Regions from separate parts of the Danio rerio genome. Here region 2 is linked to region 1. A link is a contact called in public Micro-C data. All regions are on one chromosome and are shown on one strand. Each heading gives the region's core, a stretch centred on a gene start, on an enhancer-like site or on the middle of the called end of the contact. The rest is flanking DNA. Distances are from core to core; before and after follow the strand shown. Region 1 has its middle 94 kb from the start of cbfb. Region 2 overlaps mef2aa (myocyte enhancer factor 2aa).

Region 1 (2,700 bases), core at 88-2,587:
TGCAACACTTACCATAAAATTAACAAAACTAGTTACTCTTTTGGGGAGTAACTCAATAATGTAATGCATAACTTTTTTTTAAATGTAACTTTCCCCAACACTGGTAGTAGTAGTAGTACAGTAGTAGTAATACTACTACTACTACTACTACTACTACTACTACTACTACTACCACTAATAATAATAATAATAATAATCGAAAAATAGAAAGCTTAAAGCATTAATTACACAATGTTTCTTCCTTGTTTTCATTTTAGCAGGAAATATTCAGATTAAAAACAAACATCTTATTTACTTTTTCAAGCTGCAGTTTTATAAATGTAATTGCAACTGTAAAATGTTAAAATGTTTGTTTCAGGAATACTAAAAATAAAATTGACTATTAAAATGTAGTCCAGAATTTTTTGGTTGTCAAATAAACAATTATCAAACAAATCATTGTGAAAATAATGCTTTTAGGAAAAAATGAAACACACTGTATTGGTCTCCATGGTTTATTTATTATTTGATGTGTACTAAACTTTTTTTTTTTTTTGAGCCAGAAGTTAATGTGTAGTTTCTCTGAACATACAAATATTCTGTTAATTGACATTAATAATTACCAGAAGAGCAATAATCAACTATAATTATGTTTACAACATTACATTACAGCTTTACCCTCCAATCAATTCCTGCTACTTTTGTTTTGATTGTGCAAATTATGTATATTATATTTTAAATAGTTTTGTTGTGGTTTTGATTGATTTAATTGAGTTGTTAAAATGGATTATTTGACATAAAAGACAAAACTGATGCATTTAATTAGGTCATTCTAAAATGAAAAACCTGTACAGACCAAATTTTACCCATTATAAATGTTTGTAAAATCATTCAAGCGAGCATTTTTAGAAATAAAAGAGCTAAATTAGTTTTCCTAAATGCATTTAAACCCTCCTATCAAGCTATTTAAACTCAGTCTAGCACAAATTCTAGCTGTTTGTTTGGTTGTGATGACAGTCCTGTGACAAGGTGTTCATTAAAAAAGCAGGATATTTGTTTGTTTGTTCTGGTTGGTCTTTTGGCCAGGATATCTTGAGGCTCTGCTTGGCCTCGGTTCCTGCAGGGCTCTTGTTTCGGAGAGCTCTAAGTGGCTCTTGATGCTAGTGGCTGCGCTGGCAAGGCCCTCAGCAGACCCTCCTTATTCTGCTCTTGGCAGCCACCCATGGTTCTCGCTCACTGGCTTCCTAATTTAGTAACGGCGGGTAAAAATATGCGCTAACGAACAGGGTCTGGTATGTCAGGCTACCGTCCAAGAGGAGAGGGAGAGAGAAAGAGAGAGAGAGATCGAGAGAGGGTATCGAGGGAGGAGGGAGTTTGTGAGCAGGCGTTCCAGAAGATGGCAGTGCTCAGCAGAAGCACAACACTGGACACTATTGCACATCTGGCACTGTTAAACTACATTACTGTGAAAATATGATACAGTACTAGCTCACTGTCTGAGACTACATCAACAAAGTGATTTTAAGGGTCTGAAAATCCTAAAATTTCTAGGATTCAAATGTCACTGCATTTTTTTCTTGTTTCTAGGCTAAATATCTAAAAAAAATCTTAAATCAAGAAGCATTTTCTAGACAGGCAAAAAAAAAAAAAATACATTGTCTTGTTTTAAGAAATAACATGCCAAAATGAAGTGTTTTTCCTCAAAAGAAGCAAATTAATCTGCCAATGGAGGAAGCAAAAAAATTGTCACAAAAAAAATATATATATATAGATTTACACTTTCTTTTAATGGGTTATGTGTAAAGTGTAATTTTCTATTGTTCTGTAAACTATTGATGACATTTCTTCAAAATGACTAAATAATAATCATAATAATAATAATAATAATAATCATAATAATAATAATAATAATAAAATTAATTTAAAAGTAAAAAGTGTCCATCATTTATAACACAATGGAATTTAATACCATATACACTAGTCAAGCTGCCTTTGTCTTTATTTGCTTACTGGGGACTTCTGAATTGAGCTCGAACAGTTTGTTCATTAAAAAAAATTTGATTCATTTACAACATTTGATTGAAACATTTACTTTTTTTTTGTAGCCTAACAATAAAATAAACCAGTGAAAGGTTATGTTAAATTAGAAATGACAATGCGTATTAAAGGCATGAACTCCAGCCCTTCCTAAAATTCTTCCTCTTTTCAGATGGAATGGTGGGCCAAATCAAAGGTTATTAGGAGCCAACTTTGCCCCCCGGGCCCTAGTTTAAGCATCTCTGCTCTAAGTGAACAGTTTTGATCAAACCTGCAATATGGCGACCTTGATTTTCAATTAATTGTAATTTTTTTTAAAATGCTTTAAATTAGAATATTTTATTTGAAATTTGAAAAAAAAAAACTTGATAAGACATTTTCAGAATAATATATATATATATATATATATATATATATATATATATATATATATATATATATATATATGTATACACACACACACACACACACACACACACACACACACACACACACACACACATATATATATATATATATATATGTGTATGTGTGTGTGTGTGTGTGTGTGTGTGTGCGTGTGTGTGTGTGTGTGTGTGTGTGTGTGTGTATATTGTACTCATAACATATAATAACATAATATATTTTACTTAAACACATAGGTTGCGTCTAAAAGCTTTAAAATGCTGCCATCTGAGGCAGCAA
Region 2 (2,700 bases), core at 98-2,597, 260 kb after region 1:
TTGTAATTTAATGTAGTTTATAGTTTGTAGCTGTCCTTCAAACCAATTTGTACCACACAATTGTCAGCAAGAAGTGTTTAATAATTTCAAATATAGCTGGTATGTTTTATATATATATATAAATATATATATATATATATATATATATATATATATATATATATATATATATATATATATATATATATATATATATATATATATATATATATATATATATATATATATAGTTAGTTTAAATTTATTAGCCCCCCTTTGAATTTATTTTCTTTAAATATTTCCCAAATTATGGTTAACAGAGCAAGGACATTTTTACAGTTTATTTTGGCTAGAATAAAAGAATAAACACCATTTTAAGGACAAAATTATTAGCCCTTTTAGGCTAATTTTTTCTTTCGATAGTCTACAGAACAAACCATCGTAATACAATAACTTGTCTAATTACCCTAACCTGCCTAGTTAACCTAATTAGCCTAGTTAAGCCTTTGAATGTCACTTTAAGCTGTATAGAAGTGTGTTGAAAAATATATAGTCAAATATTATGTACTGTCATCATGGCAAAGATAAAATAAATCAGTTATTAGAGATAGGTTATTTAAACTATTATGTTTAGAAATATGACGAAAAAGTTTGCTCTCTGTTAAACTGAAAACAGGGAAAACATAAACAGGGAGGCTAATAATTCAGGGGGGCTAATAATTCTGACCTCAACTGTATATATGATTACAATAATGAAAAAGATTAAACTATTTAACATTTTATGTACCACAAATGTTATCTGAAACATTGAAATAGACACTGTACTATTCATTAGTACTTAAATTCTCACTAGTATTCAGCTTCATTTTCTAGCCCTCATTTAGCTAGTGTTTACTTTTTCTCTCTTGTAAATAATCAATTAAAGCAAGTGGTCGACTGTGCCAATGAAACCAAGAAGATTGATGGGGCTATTGGACACACCAGCTCACATATGGATGAGTGTCTGAGGTGAAAGGTTAAGCACATCCTTGCTGCGAGGTCAAGCTCCTCAGTGATTTTAGTTTTTTCTCTAAGGAGTTTAAACTAACAAATAAACAACAACAAAAACATCATTATTCTCCCATACATTTGCTCTTCTTTTGTTTAGCACTGGAAGTCGCCCTACATTTACTTAATTGCAGCATCAAACAAACCCCATGGCCGTGAGGAATGGAAACGTTGTGTATTTAGTGCCAACAAATTTGACTTTTCATTTGAATTTGACTCTGAATTTGAATTTCCAGTTGTACTGCAAGTAACCCGAGGCAGCGTTTGGTTCACGCTTGGGTCTCTGAATTTGAATAAGTTAGTTTTGAAGGCACGTCCTGGTGAGAACGGCCCCACCTGCCTCTTTACTGACAGCATCATATGCTTTTTTTCTGTTGGAAGCAGTCAGAGGAGGAAGAGATGGAGTTGGTGAGTTTTACAGAATGCATTGGGAAGGCTGATAAGCTGTTTGATTTTTAAATCACACTACTTTAACTAGCAGAGCCGCACTCAGAGTCCACTGCTTGAGATGGAGATCGACTAAACCCACCATGAACTGGATGAACTCATCATGAGTGTGTGTGTGTGTGGAAGTCTGCATTGTGTGTGACTCAACACTGCATGTTTCGAGCCTTTTTAAGGAAGTTTAAAAGAATCACAGTATGTATGTGTAAGAGCTAAAGGAAAACTGTTGTGGGTGTTTTCAAGGAAGAACAAAAAGGAGAATGGTGCATCCACAGAAATGCAGTTATTAGTAATTATTTTATATTTCCCCAAGACCTCACCAATAAACCTGGTATTCATTTTAGTTTTGAAGCAACATAAAAGCTTGGAACAATCAAAGCAGAACACACAAATCCACATAAAACATTCTATTGCAGTCTACATTTTTGAGCATTACCCAAAATCTTATGCGCTTTTGCATTTCTTTGGCCTGGGCGGTGATTGCATTTTTTATTTATTTAATTTTTTTATTTCTATGATGATGTCGTTAAAATGGAGCAGAGGCCAAAATTATGTCATAAGTTGAGGAGTTTCACATAAGTCCTAAGTTTCTCTCGATTTACTTAAATTTACTGCAATAGGGTAAATATGTAATACATAATGATTGTAAATGGGTTTGAGTAAAATGCTACTATATTAATTTCATAACTTAAGGTAACTTTTGAAGGTAAACATGTATGTGAATTATGTAAAACGTGATATGTAAACACATAACAATTGTATTGTATTCTCTTTAAATATCTAAACAGATTGGAAAACATGACATATTTTTGTTATTTTATGCAAACAAACACACAAATAACTAAATAACTAACTAACTAAATAAATAAATAAATAAATAAATTTAACAAAATAATACATAAATAAAGCAAGCAGGTTTGGAAGAACTGTCAATAGTATTTTACAGAATAAATCTGAATAAAAAATAACAATTTACTCAACCACACACTATAAGTATCTATAAGTTACTACTACACATGCTCTAAATAACTGAGCATTTTGAAGTGATCTTTCATTTCCATTCCTGTATATTACATGATAAATCAGATTTATTATTTATATTACATATAATCTGTATCTAATAGCAACGTTGTTTTTAAAATGTGTGTCTCTGCGTGTGTCTGTGTATGTGTTTTCACCGCATGCATACACACTTGGCTTGGGGTGATTTTAATTTCACTGCATGCTATT

What was found. Hi-C and Micro-C count contacts between places; a contact is called where the count stands out from the background.
Region 2: a Micro-C map of caudal fin shows a contact between it and region 1, with 9 times the contacts expected there. The contact joins two enhancer-like sites. A contact is called at or near these places in 8 of 18 Hi-C or Micro-C datasets (caudal fin, embryo, fibroblasts and 3 more) and 1 of 4 datasets of contacts at active chromatin or transcription factors (caudal fin).

What each region holds. Positions count from the first base shown.
Region 1 is chr18:24,478,979-24,481,678 of GRCz12tu, forward strand. No RefSeq gene overlaps it. Among named protein-coding and RNA genes, the nearest start is that of cbfb, 94 kb to the left of the region's middle. Within about 2 kb of position 1,338, at least 13 of the 62 cell types and tissues checked have an H3K27ac peak or open chromatin away from gene starts, as enhancers often do. A contact at or near this core is called in caudal fin, where this site is marked.
Region 2 is chr18:24,735,539-24,738,238 of GRCz12tu, forward strand. The region is part of intron 7 of mef2aa (myocyte enhancer factor 2aa); the gene reads left to right. Among named protein-coding and RNA genes, the nearest start is that of mctp2a, 20 kb to the right of the region's middle. Within about 2 kb of position 1,348, at least 3 of the 62 cell types and tissues checked have an H3K27ac peak or open chromatin away from gene starts, as enhancers often do. A contact at or near this core is called in caudal fin, where this site is marked.